Linked DNA regions of Mus musculus: regions 1, 2, 3, 4, 5 and 6 are each linked to region 7. Evidence: chromatin contacts called from public HiChIP or PLAC-seq and promoter capture Hi-C data. All regions are on one chromosome and are shown on one strand. Each heading gives the region's core, a stretch centred on a gene start, on an enhancer-like site or on the middle of the called end of the contact. The rest is flanking DNA. Distances are from core to core; before and after follow the strand shown. Region 1 holds the start of Nelfa (negative elongation factor complex member A, Whsc2). Region 2 holds the start of Rnf4 (ring finger protein 4). Region 3 holds the start of Pisd (phosphatidylserine decarboxylase). Region 4 holds the start of Yes1 (YES proto-oncogene 1, Src family tyrosine kinase). Region 5 holds the start of Nat8l (N-acetyltransferase 8-like). Region 6 holds the start of Ppp1cb (protein phosphatase 1 catalytic subunit beta). Region 7 holds the start of Uvssa (UV stimulated scaffold protein A).

What was found. Promoter capture Hi-C pulls out the DNA fragments that hold promoters and counts their contacts. HiChIP or PLAC-seq counts read pairs in DNA pulled down with a chosen protein or histone mark.
Region 1: a contact with region 7 is called in a promoter capture Hi-C map of embryonic stem cells, with 2.4 times the contacts expected there. The contact joins the promoter of Nelfa here to the promoter of Uvssa in region 7. A contact is called at or near these places in 4 of 39 promoter capture datasets (embryonic stem cells, erythroid cells, hippocampal neurons and 1 more), 4 of 484 Hi-C or Micro-C datasets (CD4 T cells, cortical neurons and muscle stem cells), 4 of 115 datasets of contacts at active chromatin or transcription factors (astrocytes, bone marrow-derived macrophages, memory CD8 T cells and 1 more) and 1 of 9 other capture datasets (adipose tissue).
Region 2: a contact with region 7 is called in an H3K4me3 HiChIP or PLAC-seq map of bone marrow-derived macrophages, with 4 times the contacts expected there. The contact joins the promoter of Rnf4 here to the promoter of Uvssa in region 7. A contact is called at or near these places in 1 of 484 Hi-C or Micro-C datasets (CD4 T cells), 1 of 115 datasets of contacts at active chromatin or transcription factors (bone marrow-derived macrophages) and 1 of 9 other capture datasets (liver).
Region 3: a promoter capture Hi-C map of liver shows a contact between it and region 7, with 2.9 times the contacts expected there. The contact joins the promoter of Pisd here to the promoter of Uvssa in region 7. A contact is called at or near these places in 2 of 39 promoter capture datasets (liver and neutrophils), 1 of 484 Hi-C or Micro-C datasets (CD4 T cells), 1 of 115 datasets of contacts at active chromatin or transcription factors (memory CD8 T cells) and 2 of 9 other capture datasets (adipose tissue and liver).
Region 4: a contact with region 7 is called in a promoter capture Hi-C map of liver, with 5 times the contacts expected there. The contact joins the promoter of Yes1 here to the promoter of Uvssa in region 7. A contact is called at or near these places in 2 of 39 promoter capture datasets (both in liver) and 1 of 115 datasets of contacts at active chromatin or transcription factors (memory CD8 T cells).
Region 5: an HNF4G HiChIP or PLAC-seq map of pancreatic cancer cells shows a contact between it and region 7. The contact joins the promoter of Nat8l here to the promoter of Uvssa in region 7. A contact is called at or near these places in 1 of 115 datasets of contacts at active chromatin or transcription factors (pancreatic cancer cells) and 1 of 9 other capture datasets (adipose tissue).
Region 6: a contact with region 7 is called in a FOXA1 HiChIP or PLAC-seq map of pancreatic cancer cells. The contact joins the promoter of Ppp1cb here to the promoter of Uvssa in region 7. A contact is called at or near these places in 1 of 39 promoter capture datasets (erythroid cells), 3 of 484 Hi-C or Micro-C datasets (CD4 T cells and CD8 T cells) and 2 of 115 datasets of contacts at active chromatin or transcription factors (bone marrow-derived macrophages and pancreatic cancer cells).

The regions. Positions count from the first base shown.
Region 1 is chr5:33,934,611-33,938,089 of GRCm38.p6, forward strand. Nelfa (negative elongation factor complex member A, Whsc2) reads right to left here and starts at 1,661. Exons shown (of 11, transcript NM_011914.3): 1 at 1,416-1,661. The coding sequence starts at 1,625.
Region 2 is chr5:34,334,321-34,337,894 of GRCm38.p6, forward strand. It overlaps Rnf4 (ring finger protein 4), which reads left to right and starts at 1,930. Exons shown (of 8, transcript NM_011278.5): 1 at 1,930-2,221. It also overlaps A830049F12Rik.
Region 3 is chr5:32,784,088-32,787,352 of GRCm38.p6, forward strand. Pisd (phosphatidylserine decarboxylase) reads right to left here and starts at 1,539. Exons shown (of 8, transcript NM_177298.3): 1 at 1,462-1,539. The coding sequence starts at 1,526.
Region 4 is chr5:32,608,928-32,612,436 of GRCm38.p6, forward strand. Yes1 (YES proto-oncogene 1, Src family tyrosine kinase) reads left to right here and starts at 2,244. Exons shown (of 12, transcript NM_001205132.1): 1 at 2,244-2,448. Gm10461 (collagen alpha-1(II) chain) reads right to left here. Exons shown (of 2, transcript XM_030254958.1): 2 at 1-3,125. The coding sequence ends at 2,297.
Region 5 is chr5:33,994,225-33,997,756 of GRCm38.p6, forward strand. It overlaps Nat8l (N-acetyltransferase 8-like), which reads left to right and starts at 1,760. Exons shown (of 3, transcript NM_001001985.3): 1 at 1,760-2,986. The coding sequence starts at 2,620.
Region 6 is chr5:32,457,424-32,460,535 of GRCm38.p6, forward strand. Ppp1cb (protein phosphatase 1 catalytic subunit beta) reads left to right here and starts at 1,547. Exons shown (of 8, transcript NM_172707.3): 1 at 1,547-1,984. The coding sequence starts at 1,933.
Region 7 is chr5:33,377,420-33,380,554 of GRCm38.p6, forward strand. It overlaps Uvssa (UV stimulated scaffold protein A), which reads left to right and starts at 1,277. Exons shown (of 14, transcript NM_001081101.2): 1 at 1,277-1,583; 2 at 1,807-1,906. The coding sequence starts at 1,809.

The sequences.
Region 1 (3,479 bases), core at 411-2,910, 560 kb after region 7:
CAAGCAAATAGTACAAAGTTCAACCAAACAATCCTACTAATATCTAAATACCTGACCTACTTGTTTTAGTGAGTATAATTCAATAAAACCATTTTGAAAGGCCACCTGGTATAATCCTACTGTCACCTCCAATGTTACTTCTAGAGTTCACATGAACATGTATTGTATCAGTCACAACAGAACAAACATGAAACAGAAAAACACAAACACACACACACACACACACAAAATGAATGAGAAAAACCAGCCACAACCTAATCGTCCATTTGCTGTCTGCTTGAAGAATGGAACCCCATAATTCGGAGTAAATCAAACTGTCTGCAACAACTTGGATGAATCTGTCCAGGTGTTTACCAACAGAAGACACACCCACACCACACGGAAAATGAATATAACGTGGAAACCTGTTGCCGTATTAAATTCAAATGAGGCAAACCCCAAATACTCGTGTGTGCTAGGAATGCACACACGATTGATAACCCTGCCAAAATAAAACCAAAAAAAAAAAAAAAAAGCCTCCTGCAGGAAAGAGGAATGGAGGTGCTTTGGAGGGACCAGCCTTGTTTTCATGTGTGGAGATAACAGGAGTCATTTAGCTAGCTCTCAGTATTTTTTAAACCGAATAAATATGCAGTTTTGTGTATATGGTATAGTGCAGCAATAAAAATTAATGATATAAAAATAATACAATAACTGGAAATGTTTAAAAACTAAGGTAACTCGGTGTTTTTAGCTGCTATCAGATGTAGTGGCCCAGACCTCCAGAGATTGAGACTGGAGGATACCAAGTATGAGATCAACCTGGGCTACACAGTGAAACTATACATATATTATTTGCGTATGTATTTGCAAAGCATAGTATAAGTTAGAGAGATGCAATGTGGAACAAGAGTACACTGAAAAGAAGCCACAGAATAGCCGGGCGTGGTGGCGCACGCCTTTAATCCCAGGAGGCAGAGGCAGGCGGATTTCTGAGTTCAAGGCCAGCCTGGTCTACAATGTGAGTTCCAGGACAGCCAGAGCTATACAGAGAAACCCTGTCTCAAAAAACAAAAACAAAACAAAACGCCACAGAATAGAGATGAACGCAAGCCGACTGATATTTGGTAAGGCAAAAGCAACAAAATTAAGGTCAGCAGTCACATGGAAAGTTGCACTAACAGCCCCGAACCAAGAGTAGCTTCGGAGCTGAAGCATCCAGCACTGCGGAAGGGGCGGGCCTGGCTGTTGTGGCCATGGCCCCACGACCCCCGAACGCGACAGCGCCCAGCGGCTGGAAGTACTAAGGTGTAGGGGCTAACGGCGCCAAAACGGAGCTGCGCGCGGCCGGCGGGAGAAGGGCAAGGTGCGGCGCCGGAGCCGGCGGGAGGCAGGAGCGGTGCTCCGGCCGGAGAGAGGCTGGCCCGCGTCCTCACCTCGTCCACGGTGCGGCGCGGGAGATGCAGCGTCCCGAGCAGTAGCTTGAGCTTCACGGCCGAGGAGAGGCGGTGGAAGCAGAGGCGGATGTTATCGATGACCGCGGCGGTGAGCAGGGACGCGATGCTGGGTGGCGCCCACAGCTCGTCCGTGGCGCCCAGCTTGTTGTGCAGCCACAGGCCGGTGTCACTCTCCCTCATGGAAGCCATCTTGGCGGCGGCAGCGCGCGTCGGCCGGCATCTTACGCGGACGCCTACGTGTCCCCGGCGAGGACCCCCAACATGGCGGCACCCGTTGGCGCGGGGCGGGGTCTCGAGTGCAACTGCAAATGGCCCCGCCTTCTGGAGGCTTCGAGCCGAGGCGCAAGAACAGGGAGTGGGCGGTGAGTCTCCGCGAAAAGAACTCTGGGTTTCCGTAACGCATGATGGCGGCACCTACTAGGGCGCCGGGCAATGCCGTAGCCATTTGAGTCGCATCCGTGTGTCGTCGAGATGTTCCGCTCAGAGTACCGCAGTGAGGCGCAACAGTTTGGTTTCCCGGTGTGCGGCTCATTGGAAGGAGTCCGGAGAGCGCGCTGGGCTCGTTCTCCACAGACAGTCTTGAATGGCCCTTGCCCGTCCTGCATACAGTGCTGCCTCAGGTCCGCATACAGGTCCGTTCCGTGTCGGGGATGTCACTAGGCCATTTCCCATGGTTATGTGGTCGCGATGGCTGTGGTTAATCATCAGGGCAATTGCAAAGTAGTTCAGAGTACGGTCTTTCAAAGGCTGATCCTCCACAGCTGCTGAGAAGCCTAAATTCACCCTGTAGTGTCTCTCTTTATCAGAACTTGACAGTGTAGTTCTGTCCATCCTTCGAACTCACTCTGTAGACCAAGCTGGCCTCAAATTCCGAGATCCACTTACCTCTGCCTCCCAAGTACTGGGATTAAAGCCCTAGGCCACTCACAAGGCAGTGTCAGCAAAAGTGGCAGTAGGGCACGACTCTGGTCACAGATATTTAGGAGATTGAAAAGGATCGGTTGGGCCGAGGAGGTAGAGGCCATCCTGTGCAAAATAGTGAAACGAATCTCTTAAAACACTAAGTATCCTGGGAGTGGTGGTTCATGTCTGTAATTCCTGGAATTTGAGCTCAGATAGGAGGGTTTGAGTCCATTTTGAGCCACAGAATGAAAATATATAACTAAATGTAAATTGTTTTCTCCTAATTGAAATATTTCATGAAGAGGGGAGAGCAGCTCTTAAGACTTAGCATGGTAATTAAATGTACAAGCCTGAGGAAACTTGGAAAGGCATAAGACTCACTAGGCCACTTCCCATGGTTATATTAACAACTATTGACAGAAGAGACTGTGGAATTGCCTGATTCAAGGGACTGGGAGCCTCAGGTATCCAGCATTTGGTGACAGCTGTAGTGGAGTGGTCTTTCCTGACACTTTAAGTTACTCAGACTTGCCTGGTGGTGGTGGCACACACCTTTAATCCCAGCACTTGGGATGAAGAGGTAGGTGGATTTCTGAGTTCGAGGCCAGCCGGGTCTACAGAGTGAATTCCAGGACATCCAGGGCTACACAGAGAAACCCTGTCTTGGAAAAAAAAAATGTTGCTCATCCTTGAAGTAGGTTTTTGCTACTTTGTGGGTTCTTTTTCCCACCCTTCATCCTCCCATCCATTTCACCCTCTATCATTAGATAGAGAAGGAAGGATAGAGGAGGAGGAGAGAGAGAGAGATCCCTGAATCTAGTTTCTTCTTTGAGCACCGCTACTAACAAACCACAATCCCCTCCCCCTGCTCCCAATGGCTAACAATCACCAACTCCACTTATCAGGGCTCTAGCATTTATATACCCTCTGAAAAATTCCCAGAATTTCAAATGCCACACAAACACAGAAACTATCTGCAGCTGGCAAAACCATGGCTCTGCTAATCAGTCAGCTGCTACAAAGCAGCCCCATATCCCCACACTTAATATTAAGACAAAAACATAATATTTCTGTGTTTTTTAAAGAAAGCAAAATATCAGAATTCTGAAAATTGCCACTACACATAATTGCCAGGTGTGG
Region 2 (3,574 bases), core at 680-3,179, 960 kb after region 7:
TTGACTGTTAAACCCTGTTAGATACAATGAGAGTTGGAAAGATTTGAACTGACTGCTCACAACTGTAATTCCAGCTCCAGGGATTCCAACATCCTCAAACAGAGGGATGAAAGACCTTTAAAGGGAAGAAGAAGGGTAAGGATATACATCATATGAATGAGGTTGCAAGCAGTTCAGAGCAGATCTAAAACAGGAACTTAGTAATTACAAATAGAAACAAATAGAAACCTTAATTTGCAAGGATGTAACACAGAACAAACAGGAACTTATTAAATACAAACAGAAACCTTAACTTGCATAGGACAAACAGAAACTTACTAATTACAAATAGAAACTTTAACTTGCAAGGACTTAACTTAGGACAAATAAACTTTTTTGGTGGTTTGTTTGTTTTTTGAGACAGGGTTTCTCTGTTATAGCCCTGGCTGTCCTGGAACTCACTTTGTAGACCAGGCTGGCCTGGAACTCAGAAATCTGTCTGCCTCTGCCTCCTGAGTGCTGGGATTAAAGGCGCCACCACTGCTCGCTTTTTTTGGTGTTTTTTGAGTCAGTGTTTCTGTATAGCCTTGACTGTCCTGGAACTAGCCTATCAGGCTAGCCTCAGACTTAGAGATCTGCCTGCCTCTGCCTCCTGAGTTTAATCTCTGCTGGGATTAAAGGTGTGGGCCACTACTTCCTGGCAAGAAATATTTAACTGTTTAACTGCAAACAGAACCTTTAACCTATAAGGGTATATATTCCTGTTTTGGTCTCACCTGATTTAAGTATTCAAAAAATTATAAGAAATACCTACATTTTTCTTACAAATGTAAGTTCTCTTTATTCCTATTTATAACATTTGGAAAGCATGCCCAAAACATCAAAACACATTTTACACTGGAGTCAGGTATGTATTTATCATACACACTTTATCCTAAGTTCTCTTATAATTCCATAAAACGTCAGAGATTGTAATATGGAAAATATTAACGGTCGGGTTTTGATCTGCTTCGCCATGTTAATCAATCTTCCAGGATCTATATCCCCACAGAAGCAATTCAACCACATTTAGGATAACCTTCAAATCATCTGCTCAAGTAGTCTGAGGGTCCTCATCTATTTCTTTCTAGTTGCTATTTATCTATGGATAGATCATTTTCCAGTTGCTAAACCCATCCCTCCACCTAGCCCAGGAGCAGCAGGACTTGTATTACCTGTTAGCACTCACATTCTTATTAACCGGCAGAAGTAGGTAAAATGGATAACCTGTAATAGGTGTGAATGGACTGAGACTTGCCTAAAGTTATTATACTGGTTTTCAGATTCAGGTAAGAGAGATTCTGTAACATGAGATGTCCTAAGACCCAATTCCAGGCCCTGGTCTTGCCCGAGGCCGTTCTTTGCATTCCATGGGACTTGTGTTCTGAGTCCTGCCTTTCTCGCCTCTGCCCCGACACACTTGGGCAGCTAACCCGCAGACTCCTGGGCATGCCCAGCTCTACCTTCCCCCGCCTTTAGCACACACAATGTCTAACTGGACGTTCTCTTTCGTCTAGTCCTCAAGCTTCCTCCAGGTAGGCCTCCCAAACGTATAGGTGAGCCCCCTGTCCAGATGATGGGATTCCTGCGAGGGAGAGTCCGGGGACCGACATGCCTAAGAGCCTGGCACTTATGGTGCGAATCCCGGCCTGGTTGCCTGTGGATCAGCAGAAAATTGGGGCCTTGGGCGAGTCTCTGGTACGCCTCATTAACGACCGAGGAGACGGAGAAGGGTACGGATTATGGTTTAGGGCTAGATGCAGCCGTAAGGGCCACCGTATACCAGGTCAGAAGCCAAACGAAAAGTCAAACACCCAGCGGGCAAGCTCGCGACGCGCCTCAGCAACGACACCGCCAAGTTCTCGTGGGAGGAGCGCGACTGGCGGCACTCTCGCGGGAAGTGGAAGCTCCCGCAAGCAGGCGGGGGGCGTGACCGGAAGAAGGTGTATTTCAAAGTGGTAATAGATGGTTTTCTCACCCAATAAAATTGCAATTTATCCTCCTAAACCGGTAGAGCACGGGAGAAAAGGCGGGAGAGGCCAATAAGGGCTGAGAAGGGCGGGCCGGTGCCGGACGAGCGGAAGTGGGTCTTCGTGAGGCGGTGGAGGCTTGCTTGAACGGGTCTCCTCAGCGGCGGCTGGAGTCGGTACGTCCTTGCCCGAGCTCATCAGCCGAGGCGTCTGGCAGCAAACCCCAGCTCCAAGTAAGGCTGGGCTCCGCAGCATGGAAGCGGCGGGGCAGGGCGGTGCGGGCGTGGAGCGCGGGCGGCCTCTCGGCCCGCACTGGGGTTGGTGGCCGCCCGCCTCTCGCAGAACCGCGCTTCTCCGGCTTGGGCCCTCTGCCGCCTCTTTCCCGGAGAGCACGCGGTTGTCGGAACATGGAGCGGCGCCGTCGTCGGAAGTAGGGAAATGTCTTGTGTGGGGGTATCCGCTCGCCAACCCGCGGCCTGGCCGGAGAACCTCTTTCGCCAAGTAGGAAGGGAAACTGAGGCTCGGCGAGGGTTGGGGGTCGCCCAAGGTCACTCTCGGGGCCGGGCGGGCGGATTGCAGAGAACCTGAGCGAGGTTTTTGTTCCTTGCTGATGACGCAGCCTTTGTGTGGTCGCGTCGCCGCCCCGCCTTCCGGAGGCCTGCGAGTTTGCTGGGGCACCCGGGCCGCGTGGCGGGCCGTATCTAAGTTGCGAGAGTGCCGAGGACGCTTGCGGGCTTTGGAGCTGAATGGGGTTTGGGCTTCCAGGAGCCACTTTTGGTTCTATCTATGGTTAGTCAAGCGGGCGATTGCGACCTCCATCCTTAGCCCGGTGCCTGCTCGGGCCCTTCCCTCAGGGCCACATCTGTACACAGGGATAGGAAACTTAACCTTTAACATTGTTCGCAGTGGACGCCATTGTCCACATTTTGATTAGGGCGGGGGAGGAGTCCAGATATGGGCGTTCCTGCTTTTTGTTTTTTTAAACTTTACCCCTGGGCGTTTTAAGCTTCAGTTTTTCGGTCTGCCGTTTAGTTTAGGTTGCCCAAGTAATTGGGGGAGCCCGAGGTTCACAAAGGCTGAGGTAGTCTGAGGTCTTTCAGCCTGCAGATTGACTCTTGTTCCTGACAATGGTGAGAGGGAACCTCTCTCCAGCCCAGACCCCACACACACCTGGTGCTTTTTCTTTTTAATGGTTGGAGAAAACACTTGCGTCCCGGTTTGCCTGTGAGTTCGATGTGAAATGAGTGGAAAGTTGTCTTGCTTACTAAGTACTTTGAAGAGTGCTTGTGATTCCAGCCTTTCAGAGGTAGAGGCAGAAGAATCAGGAATCTGAGGATATGTTCGGTCCTAGGTGGAATCGAGGCTAGCCTGGGCTACTTGAGACTCCATTTCAATAACAGTTTTGGTTTTGTTTCCTAGCTTATTTGGTTGTTCCGCCCCCCCCCCCCCAGGAAAGTTGGTTTCTTGGTGACTGTAATATTTATTTCATTTCTGAACAAAGGGTATTTATTGTTTTGTTGGGACTGGAAATTGGACTCAGAGCCTCACAAATGTTAGGCAGCTCCTTTACTACTGAGTTACATCTC
Region 3 (3,265 bases), core at 289-2,788, 590 kb before region 7:
ACCATACAAAAACTTGTTAGGTTTGTTATGTTTTATGGTTTTTTCTTTATTGTTGTTTTGCTTTGATATGGGGTCTGAGTATATATTTCTGGCTGGCTGGCAGTCACTATGTAGACCAGGCTGGTCTTGAATCCAGAGAGATTCACCTGCTTCTGCCTCCTGAGTGCTGAGATTAAAGGCGTGCATCTTGTTCTTTGATACAGGGTCCATCACTAGCCTAAAGGTCACCAATTAAGCTAGAATGTTTTCTTCTGGCCTCCATGGGTACCAGGGCACACACAGACATACATGCTGGCAAAATATTTACACACACACACACATTTTAAAAATTGAGCAATGTTGGTGGTGTAGAGATGGTTCAGCAGTTAAGAGAACCAGAGTTGAGCCAGGTGTGGTAAAGCCTTCAATCCCAGCACTTGGGAGGCAGAGGCAGGCAGATTTCTGAGTTCGAGGCCAGCCTGGTCTACAGAATGAGTTCCAGGACAGCCAGGGGTACACAGAGAAACTCTGTCTCAAAAAACCAAAAAAAAAAAAAAAAAAAAAAAAAAAGTACCAGAGTTTGGTTCCCAGCATACATGTCAGATGGCTCTCAACCACCTGTAATTCCTCCAATTCCAGGAGACTCTTGATGGTCCTATGGACACCTGCAACCACCCATATGCATACACACACACGGTGTAAAAAGGTAGAAGTAGTCTTTGCCAAAAAGAAATAAGTATGTAGGCTATTAAGTAACTCAGCCAAGTTGAGAACTGTTTCTTCTCTCTCATTTGGGTTAAGAACTCTCTCCTCTTCTCCCCTCCTACCCTTCAAAAAAGAATAAACAGCTGAAACATGCCAGTAATCTCGGCTTTTTGGAAGCACTTGGGAGGCTGAGGCAGGGGGATAGCTGTGATTTCGAGGCCAGCCTGGGTTACCTAATGAAACTGTCTGGAGCAGACAAAAAGCCAAATGAACAGTCACAATAGATGCCTCATGTCGCTCTCCCACTTCTAGCTGCCTAGGAACTTAAGTAACCCAGACGTTTGGGGTCAGCAGGATAAGGACCACAATTCCACCACAGACTTTTCAGATAAAGAAACCTAATTCTTTCGCCTCAAAGCTTTAGAACCCCAAGTGAAGGTCGCTTTGCCGTGCCGTGCTCTTCCAGGTTACACCAGCCTGGTAGGAAGGCAAACACCCGTGAAAAGGAGATCGACTCTGCTTCCACTCTAGAGACCAGCGGGCAGCAGAATATGGTGGGTTTGGTTGTCCCTGTGCACTTTCACCCAGCCTTTAGGCCACACCCATTTCACGGTCCACGCGGTGGCTTGTAGCACCTGTTCTGAAGCCGAAAGGTGGCTCCGTGTCCTTCCTGTCAGACCTACTCGCGGCGAGCCGGCGACGAGAACTGGCTTCGCTCTCAGAGCCTGGCTTGGTCTGTGCTGATCCCTACCCCAGCAGCCTCCCGCCCGGCCATACCTGCTCCGCCACAGCACACCTCCACGAAGCGAGCGCACACACGCGCGGCCCCCAGACGCCGCCATCTCGCCTCCTCCTGAGCGGACACGCCCCCTTCCGCCTTCGGACGCACGCCCTTGTCGTCACCGGGCCAATCAGGAACGTGAAAGGCTGGGCCCGGAAGCTTCTGCGTACGGCTCCGCCTCTGCCGGGCCCACCCCCGCGGAGTGTGTGGGCAGGCGCGCCGGGGCGATGGGACAGCCGCTCCTGTGCCCGAAAAATCTGAGCCACCTTGTGCTCAGTCACGATGTGTGCATGGCACAAGGATGCTGGCGCCCTCGGCGGCCAGAAGAAGGCGTTGGATCCCTTGGAACGGGGTGTCTATTCTTATCTCATTGATGGGGCTCCAGAGGCGAGGGGTTTATGTAAGAAATATGGAAAGCTGTTAAACTAGGCTCCCGGTGATGGTGCTTTCTCCTGTACTTTCCAGTTATGAGGGGAAAACGAATTTTTCAGTGGTACATAACAGTTTTGTTTTTGTTTTTGTTTTTTTTCCTAAGCGCTGGAGACCCGCAGCCAGCCCTTGGATATTATTACCATTTTAAAGGTCTGCGAGGATAAGCAACTTTCTCAAGGGCACATTAACCCCACAAAGGGCTCGCAAATTGTATAATAATAGAAAATCCAGTATTTCTACATCATTGGTGTCAAAACCCATGATCTGAACACCCCGCCCCCCTTTTAAGGCCCTAGAAAAATGGTTGAACCTGAATGCAAAAACTGAAGGAAGGCAGCCCTGATTTTTCTTCTAGTAAACACCAAACGGATAAGCTAATTAGTGCTTTAGATTAATTCTGGATAGTTACTTAAATTCACTTACAGCAAAACCAGCCACTAAAGAGAACCTAAACCGGGCTTGGTGGCACACCCCTCTAATCCCAGCACTCAGGAGGCAGAGGCAGGAGGATTTCTGAGTTCCAGGCCACCCTGGTCTACAAAGTGAGTTCCAGGACAGCCAGGGCTACACAGAGAAACCATGTCTCGAAAAACCAAAAAAAAAAAAAAAAAAAAAAAAAAAAAAAAAAAAGAGAGAGAGAGAGAGAACCTAAGAAGTCACAAGTTTGGTAATTCAAGGCAAACACCTCCCTTTGTCATACTTTTCCAGAGCCTGGAAAAGAAACACACACAACATAATTTTGGTATGGAATTGAGTGTTGTAATTCAAATGATTGAGGTGAGTTATTTCAAAATAACACTGGAATCCCAGTATTTTGGAGTGTCCTGAATTCCAGGCCAGCCTGGGCTACCTAGACCCTGTTTTAACAAAACAAAACAAAACAAAACAAAAACCCTAGTTTTATATAACACTATTTTTTTTCAATTCTTTAGAAAACATGTTATAAATATACTGTATATACCTTTTTTAAAAGGAGCAAAACTAAAAACACATAATAAAAAGAGGTGGTGAAATGGCTCAGTGGTTAAGAGCACTAGTTGCTTTAAAGGACCCGGTTCGATTCCCAGCACCCAGATGGTGTATCACAAGTATCTATATCTCCAGTTCCAGGAGATACCATGCTCTTCTGGCCTCTGAGGGCACCAGGCATGCAAGTTGCAAGCAGGCACACGTGCAGTTAAAACACTCATGTGTGCAGGTTCTGGTTGTGGCCAGAAGGCATTGAATATCTTGTAATTGAAGTTATAGAGAGTTTGAGTTACCTAGTGTGGGTACTGGAAACAAGGTCTTCTAAAAGAGTAGCCAGTGCTCTTAACTACTGAGCCATCTCTAAGCCCTGAGAAATTTGATATATTGGATTTGACAATG
Region 4 (3,509 bases), core at 994-3,493, 770 kb before region 7:
CACTGTACTCACATAAAAATAAATAAATCTTTAAAAGGAAAAAAAAAAAAGAAAAGAAAAGTCTGTCTCGTAGTAGGGATGGTGGAGATCATACAGTGCATGGCTTCCCACTGTTGCAGGAAGAAAAACTCATTACCAGGACCTTAGTGAAGTGGGCAAATCTCTCCCCGAAAGCACTTTATTCTAAGCAAGAACATTTCCAGGCAGAATCATAGGTTCCATTGGTCATCATCAGTTCAACTTCTAATAATTCAAACTTCCAGCCAACTTTGATAAGTAAGAACACCTTAGTTTTAGAAATACCTAATATAGTTCAAATTTTCCACTGGCCTTCCCCTTCCTTCCTAGGGCTGATTTTCCCAGAAGTTTCAAGATAGGTCTTAACACACTGTAACATTGTGAAGAGGGATGCATGAGCCGACACTCACCTGACCATTTCAGAAACAGGGTTTTAGCTATGACTAGTTTCTATAACAACAAAATTTCCCAGCAAAATTTCCCAGATCCTGTCACCATCTTTAAGAATATTTCTAAAATAGCCATTAAATGTAACCTTTAAGTTGTAGGTGTATTTTTGATACTCTCTCCCTACCTTAAAGTACAGAAATTGTGTGTGATGGTACCTACTTGTAACCCCAGAAACTGGGAGGTAGAGACAGGAGAAGGAGGGGCTCAAAAATCATCCTCAGCTACACAGCAAGTTCAAAGCTATCCTGGGCTACACAAGACTCTGTCTCAAAAAAGCAAGCAAAGTAAAACAAAATAAAATATAAAACAAATTCAAAACAGGTTAGACTAACATTGAGAGGGTTTTTGTTTGTTGTCTTTTAAATTGGGAGAGTTTAGGGTCACAAATATATTTCTATTTTATCTGTAGGTTTAGAAAGGCAACAGCTCAAGTAACTAACGTTCTAGTTTCAAGAAAAAACTTGCTGGGCGGTGGTGGCGCACGCCTTTAATCCTAGCACTTGGTAGGCAGAGGCAGGGGGATTTCTGAGTTCGAGGCCAGCCTGGTCTACAAAGTGGGTTCCAGGACAGCCAGAGCTATACAGAGAAAAACAAAAAAACAAAAAAACAAAAAAAAAAAAAAAACAAAACAAAACAAAAAAACCCCTTAATGCACCAGTCAATGGCAAAATAAAGCACCGCGCTACATCACACATAGTTGTTCATGTGGATTCCCATTCCTTTCTCTGAAGAAACTTTTTAAAGCTGTGTGCATTTAAGTTGCTAAAGTACCAGACTACTGACGGAGTTGATATGTCAAAGATGATGCTGAATTTCTCTGAAAACCACAAAGGAAACCAACAGTCCCACATTAATACTTCGAATAACCCCACCAAAGAGGAAATACAAAAGGGAAATTAAGAGTGTGATAAGGCAGACGTGCCTTTAGCAGGAGTACTTCTAGATTGTCTTTTGACCCTCTCAATCTTGTACCTCAGTTCCTCCTAAACCCTTCCTTTTTCTACAAGGCAAGCAGAAAAAACGATGCAAGGCCTTCGGAGGGAAAACAAACAAAAAACCTTTCATCTTGACTTCTTCACTTCAAGGGGCCCAAACGTCAGCTTTCATAGCTGTCAAGAAGAGTCACAGTGCCTGTCCGGGTTCCCTATTACGAGGATCAAATACAATGCTGTCCCACTCTAAGTGAGAGCCACCATTCCTGGGAGAATTGCCAACACAACTCAGGTTCGGTTCTACTCGCGCGGCAAGGCTGGTTCGACCTACAGTCAACAGGAAGCTTCTGCGGCCAGACGAGAACCAAGGTGTCAGCACTGCCCTGATGGCTCACGCGGTTCGACTGTGATTTTACTATCAGTGACAAAGGGTGCGGAGGCACAAAGCTGAGAAATGAACAGTCAACCTTTCTCCAAAGAACCCCAACCCCGATCACCCTCCGAAAACAAAGCCCCACACCCCTCAGTGTTTCGGTGAGCCAGGCGGAGCCCCGCTTCGCCCGTTGCGGTAGTCGGCGTGCGGGCAAGGCAGGGAACCACATGCCGCTGCTGCTTTCTCCTCACGCCCCCTCGGGAGCACGCCTGACCCCTGGCGCCATGTTGGGCCGGCAGGCACGACACGGCCGGGCCTCCCAGCGGCCCGCGGACCCCGCGCAGAGCTCCCGCGCCGGAAGGCGCTCCCAGCAGACAGCAGAGCGCGAGTTCCGGTGAGCGGGCGCGCGCAGGTAGCCGCAACCCCCGCCCCGCGCGCGATCCGGAGCGGAGGGGCGGGGCCGGCGGCGAGAGGAGGAGAGAGGGAGGCCGCGGGGTGCGGGCGTCCGGGAGTTCCCTCCTCCTCAAGTAAAGCGTCCCGGGCCGGCTGCGCCGCCGTCGCTGCCTCCTGGCGCCCCGCGACCTGGAGGTGGAGAAGGGAGAGGGACCCGCGGGCGTCCACCTCGGCCGGCCGCCTTCTCCCCGCGGCGACCCGTGCGAGTGCGGCCGGACTCAGGTAAGCTCGCGGCGTGGCCTCGCGACGTAGGCAGCTGACCCGGACCGGGCAGCTCTAGGCCTCGGCATCCACCCTCCTGCTCCCGGGCTTCTCGAGGCGCCGCCGCCCCTGCCGCTGTCCGCCTACTGGTCCCGGAGTCTGGAAGTTGAGGAGAAACTTCTCCCCTCCCGCGGTCTGGCTGGCGGGCGTGAGTGTCTCGTCTCCTGGGCTCACTACCTGCTTGCCCAGTGCCTCGGTCTCCGCCCTGTCCAGTACTTCCCGATTCTGCGGGAGTCCGGATAGTGGTCCAGCCTATGTGGTGCCGCCGCTGCACCCTCCACCCCAAAGGACGTGGGGTCACTCCCGAATGAGGACCAGAGGGTAGGGCAGCGGCCCCTTCTCGTCCTAGCGGCTGGAGGTCTGTGTCGCCGGACGCCCGCAGCAACTGTCTGGAGCGAGGAGTGGAACTCGTGGAGCGAGCGGGTGAGCGGCGGGTTGTACTTGGTTTGATTGCAAACCACGACCTGTTTATAAAGTTTTCCTTTGTTTGGGTTTGAGGGTGTTGGGACGTGTTACAATCAGCGGCCACTTTTAAGTGCCTTGCCACTCCGCCTCCCCGTGAGTTCGGTTCTCTGTCCTCCTGTGTCAACGAAAATTTTGTTTGTGTTTTGCTTCTTGATAATTGCTTCCAGCTTTTGCTTTATTGGGCTTGAGAAAGAGTTGTTTTTAAAAAGTGGGAATATCGTTTCTGGTATAGGGATTGTGAATGGGGCATAGCGTAGTTTTGATGTAGTTATTCTTTGCATAAGTGATTGGAACAGCAGTGGAAATGACAGTTATCAAAGTAAATAAACGAAAAGTATGCAGTTGAAACATAACTTTGTACCTCTCTTGTGTGTTCCACAGCTGTGTTTTTTACATGTGATTTCACAGGATATTTCGGTATGGTATATTCATGTATTTCGTGTAAAATTACTGACCAAAATTGGCAATTGAAAGTGAGTTTAAACATCCTGTTAAATTTCTAAATTTAAATTACTCACTAATGAAAATGTTATTAAGTGTGCATGTGTGACTCAATT
Region 5 (3,532 bases), core at 510-3,009, 620 kb after region 7:
GTGGCACCTCTTCGCGGCTTTTGAGCCTGTTTCTCTTCTCTGTGCTTTGGGCTCTCCTGCTCTCTTAAAGGCTCCTGTCCTCCCCCAGTCCCCAGTGGTTTATAGCTTTCAGCATCGAGCCCAGGGCCATCTCCCAGGACTACCTTGGCTGTGGATATTCCCACTACCCACTCCTTTTTCTCTACATTTTCAGTATGGGGTTCTTCTTCCCCAAACAGACCCTGGGGCAGCCATGCCAGGCAAGGATAAGTCCTCTTTACCCAACATCCTTAAAGAACACACCGTGGTTGGAGGGCTGCCCTATTAAGGAAGCATTCCTAACCCATGAATGTTCAGGTGTAGGGTCCAGGGCACCCGTCCCCACTCTGTCTCTGAAATCTTGATAGACGTCTTTACCCCTGCCAGGCTGTAGGCAGGCACTTCTAGGCTCCTGGAAGGTGCATTCAGCTGCAGGATGTGAGGAAGCCAAGCTGGGTCTCCTGAGTCTTCCTACACACCCAGGCAGAGGAGTGTGTAAGCCATCGTGGGGAGCTCGGGAGAGGTAGAGTGGCTCTAGGCTGCTGCTTTATTAAAGAGGACCTTGATGCCACCCAGGAATGGCCTAAGGGAGAACGGCAGAGGGCGCCCCACGACAGGAAGGAGGAACAGGGCTAAACAGGGCCATGGATTGTCCTGCTGTCTGCGCAACTCCTAGGGTAGTATCTTTAAGTCTCCAAGACCCTGGGCTCCAGTCTTGGCCCCTTCACGCTTTCAGACGGTTCCGATGTGTTGGTTATAGCGCAGGCCACCATCATGGCCATGGGGGCGGGGGCGGGGTGGGCAAATGATTATAGGAGGACCGGGGCAATGGAAGGAATGGTTAGGCAGACCAGGGAATGGGTGCTCTGCAGAACTGAGGGGGATTCTGGTCGCGCTGATGTGAGTCTTGCAAATCCCCTAGGCCCGGAGGTGCAGAAAGACGAAGGAGCAACTCTGGTCAGGGGTGTGGAGAGATACCCTATAGGCACCGGACCATTTTGTTGCTTCTAAGGCTTACAGGCTTCAGTGACCCGCAAACCTAGGGTCCTGAGTCAGAACTTCTTGGCTCCACCAGATGGGTCCTCAATGCTCAGCCTCACTTTCCTCGGGGCCCTTCTGCCTGACTGTCCTCAGCCCTTACAGGCCGGCACTGGTCCTGCAGACCACCCAGCCAACCTCGGGACTCAGGAGAAGTCAATGTGGCTAGTCGGTGCCCCGGCCTGTTCAGATACTATCAGTGAGTTCCTTTGAAATATTGAGAGATTTAGCATCAGTGTCCAGGAAGGTCGCCTCTGGGACCCAGATAAGTCCCACTCCCCCGCCCCCGTGTCTCGAAAACAGTGAGGAAAATCCTCTCTAGCCTGACCCTCTCCTTCTCAGTCCCCTTGTGCTGACAACCCTGGCTGTTTGATTACCCTACTCCCAGGTTCCATTTGCGAGACAGGCCCCTTCAGTCTCTAGGTGACCTTAGCCGTTCTGCTGGCTCCAACAATGGTGCGGCATAACGCAGACTGAGGGTCCTCCGGCCCGGAGAGGGTCTCCGCGAGCACGAGGATGATTCGGCTTTGGGGGTGCCCATTCCCGTGACCTAGGAAAGTGGATATGCCACTACGCATTCCCCACTCCATGCGCGCCCTGTCTGCTGCGTCTGCACGTCTTGCTCCGGGGGACTGTGAGACCGCGGCTCTGAAGCGAGCCCCCGCTGCACCTGCACCAAGGCCACGGGGCGCATGCGCGGACCGCGGAAGGCGGGGGCCGAGCCGGGAGGGGTCCTGCAATTCCGCAGGTCCGCTGCCGGGAACGGTCGGGTGTCAGATTGGAGTGGGGTGGGGTTCGGCTGTCAGGCAGCGCGTGCATCAAACCACATTTCAGCCGCGTCCTCACTCTCTCAGTCCGTTCGGCCCCGGCCGCGGGCTCGGAGGGCGCCTGCCAAAGGAACACGGGGCCCCTCACGAGGACTTCGGCCGGGCGCCGCGTACAGACAAAGGGGTGGGAGATGGAGACACTTCCGTGATTACTGCCAGCGGCCGCGGAAGAAGAGGACGCTTTGCTGCAGGAACGCAGGTCCGAGCGCAGCGGCAGCTTTGCGGGAGCTCAGGGGCGGGGTAGGAGGCGTCCATCACTCTCCGACCTCCTGGCGAGCCTCAAGCCCCTTACGCAGCGCCTCTCTGAGCACCCTGTCCCTGCTGTCGTTCACTGAGGACCACTTCCTCGCACGCTCTCCGTTCGGCCCCTCCGTGCTCCCGCGGTCCGCCAGCCACGCAGCCCAAGTGTGCCATCGGGCGGGCGCAGAGGCGGCGTCTGCTCCCACCCCCGAGATCACATGGTGACCCTCGGCAGCCAATGCAGTGGACGCTAGGACCCTGCGGGACCCCGGGCGCCGCGACTGCACCGGCGCCGCTGCATTATAAATACTTCTCCAAAATGCGGCGCAGCTCCCTGCGCGCGCCCCGGCCGCCCGCCGCCTCCGCCCTGCGCCCCTGAGCCGCTGCCGCCGCCGCTGCCGCCGCGGGTCCGAGGGCGCCGCGCCCTTGCCCTGGGCTCGGGCTCTGCCCGCTGCCGCCGGCTCGCGTCCTCGCGCTGCGCCGCCCGGCCGGGTGCATGCATTGTGGGCCTCCCGACATGGTCTGCGAGACGAAGATCGTGGCTACGGAGGACCATGAGGCACTGCCGGGGGCCAAGAAGGACGCGCTGCTCGTCGCCGCCGGAGCCATGTGGCCCCCGCTGCCCGCCGCGCCCGGGCCGGCCGCCGCACCCCCACCCGCGGCAGGTCCCCAGCCCCACGGAGGCACCGGGGGCGCGGGGCCGCCGGAGGGGCGCGGCGTGTGCATCCGCGAGTTCCGCGCAGCCGAGCAGGAGGCGGCGCGCCGCATCTTCTACGACGGCATCTTGGAGCGCATCCCCAACACGGCTTTCCGCGGCCTGCGGCAGCACCCGCGCACCCAACTGCTCTACGCCCTGCTGGCCGGTCAGTGCGCCGCGGGGGGCGGGGGGCCGGCGGGGCTGCGGCAGTCCCGCACCGGCCCGGCTCCAGCGGGTCCAGCGGACCCCTCCGGGGACCGTCGCGCTTGACTCTCTTTGCCTTCCTTCTGGGTTCCCATCTCGGAGCCCCGGTGCCGCGTCGGTACGCTGGACCGGTTGGGAGGAGACCCGCTTGCACCAGCGGCGCAGCGCTCCGGGCTTTCGGCCAAGGCTCCTGGGCCGGGCGTGGGAACCAGCGCGGGCTGAGTGCAGGGCGCTGCGGACTGGGAAACACAGGGTTGGCAACTCAGTCCGCGGCGCCCGTTCTTTCCGTCGCGGGGCATCCCGGGTGGGGGCGGCGTGACAGGGCAGGTAGCGCTGCAGCTGCGGCCCGGCGCGACAACTATATATATAATCTTTGGGCGGGGGAGGCCGCCTGAGGCTCAAGTGCTAATTTATGACGGGAAGACAGCCAGCTCCGCGGGGAGCCAGGGAGACTGTTCGCCAGAGCCAGGGATACAGGGAGGATACCCTCTGCTGTCTGAAGCACACC
Region 6 (3,112 bases), core at 297-2,796, 920 kb before region 7:
TAAGCATTCCCAAGTATTCTGAATTCTTAAAGTCATGGAAGAGATAGATTTGGAGAAATGGCATCAAAATATCTACCTCCATTTGTAACTGGTGTTTCAGTTTCTTAGTTTCTAGAAAGCAGAGAGTCAACTTTTTAGCCCATCTTTTTCAAGTTAACAGAATCTTCCAGCGTGCATTTTGGAAATAAAGCCCCTGGTTTAATCTGATCTTTCCCATGCTTGGTTTCCTTTTTTTTTTTTCTATTTCCTTCTTTACTTTTAAAAAGTATTTTTATGCATATGAGTGCTTTGTCTGCATGTATGTTTGTGTACTATGTATAGTGCCCATAGAGAGGACCGAGAGGGCATCAGATGCCCTGGAACTGTTAGGTCTCAAACCTGGGACAAATGACAGAGGTACTTATTTAACATGTGAAAGTGGTTACTGGACCCAGGTTCTCTCAGCCATTCCTACCTGTTACAGGGTATGTATGGCATGCACACTCCCTGCCCTAATCTTCTCTTTCCCTCCCCCTCAGAGTCATGCTCGCTCTGAATATTCCCAGATGTCTTTCCTCCCAACTATGTTCTCCCATTTATCTCTAATAAACCTTTTTCTTCATCATACCTAGAAGCAATCATGTCCTTTTCTTTTTATTTTATTTTTATCAGAATCAAAATTACAGATAGATAGTTGTAACCATGTGGGTGCTGGGAATTGAACCCATGTCCTCTGCAAAAAAACAGGCAGTGCTCCTAACCTCTGAATCATCTCTTCAGTCCCTGTATTTGTTTTTAATTTATCCCAACTGCAAGCATTTATTATGTAGCTGAAGATGACCTTGGGCTTCTGGATCTTCTGCCTCCATCTCCCAGTTGTAGGGATTACAGGTCTCTTATGCCCGGTAAATGTGATTTTTATCCTCTAGGAACCGAGTGCAGTAGAGAAATGTTTAAAAATCACAAGATAAGAGAATTAAGCAATATAAGAAATCAATGAACAGAAAAGAACTATAGAAAAGTGGTATCCTGAGTGTATGGAGATGTCGGGAGCGTGTAAAATCTTATTGCTGTTGACTGAGGCCCACTTTGAATCCTGTTTCTTCTAGGGTCACCTGGCGAATCAGCGACTCTGGTGATGTGATACAGAGCCCTTGATCTGCAATGTCAATCTTTTTCAACAGAGAAGTCTCTTATCTCCAGCACACCTGGGTTTCCAACATAGGCAACTGAAACCCACGTTTCCGGGTTAGCGGAAATACGAGCAATTGTTTTGAAAACCAGTGACTGAAACCTAGAAAAGAAAAGCAAGGCGGGAAGAACGCAATAGTTAACTCTGCGGAACCACCAGGCCCTGGGGAGCAGGGAAGGAAGGTCATTCCAGCCTACGCCGGCTCTGCGTTCACAAGCAAGGCAGGCTCCGCCCTGCGCCTGCGTAGTGGCGACTGTTCGTTGCAGTGGAACGCCTGAGAGAGGGAATCGCTCCTGCGCGTTAGCAACCGCGGAGGGGAGGGCGGGGAGCTGGAGAGGCAGGAAGGGGACGTGGCGCGCGTGCGCGCAGTTCGGCGCGGCTAGGCGGCCCGCAAGGGCGGAGGGGAGGGAGTGACGCTGAGGGCGGGGCTGTCCGTGGCGCTGCCGAGCTTTGCGGAGCTGGGCGGTGCCGAGGAGGAGGTGGAGGAGGCGGTGGCGGCTGGGGTCTGACGCGGCCCGGTTCCTGACGCGGCCCGGTTCCTGGGGGCCTGCTTGTTTATTTATTTATTTCCAGTGGGCGCCGCCAGCGTGTGCGCGCGCTGTCGCTGCTCGGCGGGGAGGGGGTGGGGGGAGGGCCCGCGCCCGGGGGGAGTTGGAGCCGGGGTCGAAACGCCGCGTGACTCGTAGGTGAGAACGCCGAGCCGCCGCCGCCGCCGAGAAGCCCTGTTAACGCTTTAGGGAGGAGAGTCTGGTGCCGACAAGATGGCGGACGGGGAGCTGAACGTGGACAGCCTCATCACCCGCCTGCTGGAGGGTGAGTGCGGCGCCGGCTCGTCTCCCCACCCGGCCGCGGGGCCCTTCCCGCTCGAGCTGAGGTCGGAGAGGAGGGCAGGCGGGCGGGCGGGCGGGCGGGCCGGGTGCCCCAGGAGGCCAGGAGCGCGGGCTGGCGGGCGGGCAGGCGGGGAGGCCGGGCCGAGCGAGGCCGGAGGCCCATCGGCTGGTACAGTCTTCCCGAGAGGCGGCCGGGCTCCGCTTGGCCGCTGTGCTGGCCTCTGCAGACCGTTCCGAAGAAGGGGCGAGGATGCCTGCCGCTGGGCTTTGTGTGTCCGTGGAATGTGTATTTCTCGGTTCTCTTTGTGCGTTGCCCTTGGCAGCCTCCGATGGTCGTTCCGGTAGTGAATTTTACATAAAACCTTCCCAGTAAGGCTCTCGGATCGTTTGCATTTTACTGGATGCTCTAGAAAGAATTAGGGAGAGGATACGATGACTAGTTTACCATTTATTATCTGGAGTATAAAAAAACAGTAAAAATCCTGAATCAGGTTAAAGACGTCCGTTAGAAATACGAAACGCCCGGATACATGTGCTGAAGGGGTTGATTTGGGGGCTTTTTTTTTTTTTTAAACATGTTTGAGCCGAGTTTAATTTCTGCACAAACTTAGCAAATGTCTGTTGTGAATAATCTCTTGAGCTTAAAAGGTATTTTACAAGTGTTCTCAGCATTTGAAGTTCCGGGTTCTTATGCTTTTATCGATTAGTTTTGTGTTGGTGGGAACATAAGGAGAAAAGAGGAGATGGAGAGGCCAGTAGTTAAATGTATTGGTCCGTTGGGGGATACTGTTCGAAGTTAAAGGCGGGTCTTGGTCAAAAGAACCCTTTTACGCTATAAAATTTGCGTCGTCACTAATTGTGGAGTGTGTAAAAAAGAATTGCGTTTTTGAGTGGTTAAGAGTCCTTTTTGTCAGCCTCCTAATGAATGCGTGTGTTTACTACAGCGAAGCTGTTTGTGTTTGGAATTTTACCAAAGAGCGTGGAGAGGGGTGACTTTTCTTTAACTAGTTAAAGTACGAAGTATTTATTCTCTGTTTAAAACAACAACAACAACAAAACAACTCTGTTTATATGCTCCAGATGTAAAAGCTTTCCAGCAGCCTTAAGGCTG
Region 7 (3,135 bases), core at 27-2,526:
AATTGTCCTGATCATACTAGGGAGGGTCCCACCTTCTAACCCCCCAATAAAAAAAAATGTAATAATATCTTAAAGACATTTCATTCTCTTTAAATTTTGGGGGTGGGATGGGTGGGGGCAATCTGTGCATGTAAAATGAGAAACTACAGTCCACGATCAATCTCACGAGTGTATGAGGACTGGGACCTGCCAAGAGGTGGTGGGAAGAGCTCAGATTCCAAACATCACAAGTTGAGTTGCCAGATCCTCACATATTGAACACAACACAAATGAACGGGGGAGGGGGGGGGAGGGGACGGACGTGTCGGGGGAGTCCAGTTGACTTTGTTCACTGACCCGGATTCAGGGAAGGGTAGGTAAGTGGGTGGGACAGTAGGCACACCATGCTTTTAACAGTCTAGTCCAGAAGCTCAAGACCGTCCTGCAGGACACACAAACTGGCTGAATGCCCGCTCTATGGGTGCAGACCCGAACCCCAAACCGGATACACAGGGAGACCGGTGTATGCTTCTCCTTTGCTAAGCGAAGCAGGAGCTGACAGCGGAAAGGCAGAGCGAGTTGTGAGCCGGCTAAGGCGGCAGTATCCGGGGTCTGTGCGTTCAAGAGTTGGGCTGAAGCAGCGTGAGGTTGGTAGAGGCCAGAGTCCTGAACACTGTGAAGCTGTAGGAAGGGAGCAAGCAGCTCTAGCCGAGAGCTGACATATCTTCTACAATCATCTACGTTGAGACTGAACTGACATTTTAAAACATCCAATCAGTGCAACCACCACTACCCCAGGGCAGCCTTGCAACGGTGCCTCCCACCATAGCCTGTCCTGGGGTGGACAACTGACCCGGTCAGGGAGGCGGGCCGACCCTTCCCAACCGGACTTGCGCCCAGATTCCCTTCTGAGCTTTCTTAGCAGATATACAGAGGCTGTACATAGGCCGCGAGCCTCCTGGTGGCCAGAGAACTGATCCCCAGATCAAAACTTCTTTCTGCACCTCAGTCTCATACTCCTGACCCAAAGCCACCGCCCCTTTAAGAACTTGCCGGGCCCTCCCGCCTCCTTTTTCTCGCGCTTAGTTCTTCTCGATCTGCCCCGCCCCCTGGAGGAGCGTTGCGTCACCGCGTTGCCGCGTCCTCGCGCCTGCGCTGTGGAGCCGCTCCAGGCAAATGACGGAGACGGGTGGCTGCCTCATCTGAAAGGGACTGGACCAGAGCGGGCGCGTCGCGGTGACTTCCGCTCCTGCGCCGCGGGTCTTCGCGAGTGTGTGCCCGCTGCTCTCTGGGGCCTGTAACAGAGAGAGCTCTGTCTACACCGGAAGGGGTGGGCGAAACAAGCTGCTGCATCCTGCGGGCCGTGTCACCGGGGCTGAGGGACGCTGGTACTACGTCTCCTGAGGCAGCGAGTGCGGCGGACTGAGGGTCGTGGCTGGTCAGATTCTCGGCCCGCAGGGTCGGATCAGTCGCCCCCGCAGTTGTCCAGAGACTGTCGCTTGCAGAGAGCGAGTTTCTTGTGCGGCCAGTTTGCTTAAAATTTAGTGACATTTCCCCTTAGCCCGCGGTAACGTCACCCACACAGCTGACCGAAGACTGCCGGAGTTAGTCTCATCTTTAAAACCTTAGCTAATTATCACCGAAGGGCTTGATGGCCTTCCGTGGGAATGTGGTGGCTAGCCTTCTTCGCCTGGGAGACAACCTACAGAGACACCCTAGGGCCTTTGCCGTAATCCCCAGTATTTGGAGTCCCCCATAAACTTAAAACTAAGACCGTGAAGTATTTATTGTATGTTAACTCAGCATCTCCGCGTCCCTTGTTTCTAGATATGGATCAGAAACTTTCACAGTTGATAGAGGAGCTCACAACTTCAGGAGAATCCCAACTCAATGCTCAGAAAATGAAGGAACTGAAGAAAATTTGCAAGTATGTATTGAGGCTAAATGTGCCAATGTCCCCTGAGCACCCACACCGTGGAGATTGTGGACCCTCTGCCCTCTTGTACACCTCTGCCACCTCCTGCATTCACTACCTAGGAAGGAATTATCTGATCACCAGGGCATGGTGGCATTTGCCTGTTGTGAGGTAGAGTTGGGAGTAGCATGAGTTCCCCGCAGCTTGGGCTACATAGTAAGGCCTTGTCTCAGGAACCACTAAAGGATTTCTGGGGCTGTAATCCTGGTGTACCTGGGTCCAGAATGTCGCGCAAACTCTGAACTTGGTGCCTCTGACGATTTCTGTAAGGTATAAAGCTATCACACTATGTCAGTAAAAGTAGATCCTCTTCTTTTCCGTTGGAGTAAAGAGTTCATGATTGGGTCAGTGGCTCTGGCCTCCCCACCCCCGCCCCACCCCCAGGGATGCTCAGGAGCCCCAAGCATGCTGTCCCCAAGCAAACTGTACCACTGAGCTACCTATTATTATCATCATCATCATCATTATTATTATTATTATTATTATTATTATTATTTCTCCTTCTCCTCCTCCTCTCCCTCCTCCTCCTCCTCCTCCTCCTCCTCCTCCTCCTCCTCCTTCTTCTTCTTCTTCTTCTCTCTCTCTCTCTCTCTCTCTCTCTCTCTCTCTCTCTGACAGATTCTCATGTAGCCCAGGTTAACCTCTTTACTATGTAGCTAAGGCTGGCTGTGAATTTCTGATCTTCCTGCTTCCACTTAAGTGTTCCTTTGGGGTCATAGGCATGTACCATCATAGAACCCAATATTTTTTTAAAAGATTCATTTATTTTTATACATAAGTACACTGTAGTTGTCTTCAGACACCAGAAGAGGACGTCAGATCTTATAACAGATGGTTGTGATCCGCCATGTGGTGGCAGAGATTTGAACTCAGAACCTCAGAAGAGTGGTCAGTGTTCTTACCCGCTGAGCCATCTCTCCAGCCCGGACCCAATCTTTAAAGTAGTCGTTCTCATCCTTATTAATCCCTCGGAAGGAAGCACTGTGATGCTCCCTGCCTTGCTACTCAAGGCAGTCTTATTTGGTTAAGAAGCAAAATTCCTTCATTGCCTTGGTCACTAATGAGCCTTTGTTTATAAAATGAGAGAACTTAAATGATTCTTTCTGAAGTGGTAGAGTATTCACATTGCAATAATTCTGGGCCTGGTTTAGCTGTACACCCCAGAAAAACCTCCAAGTGTG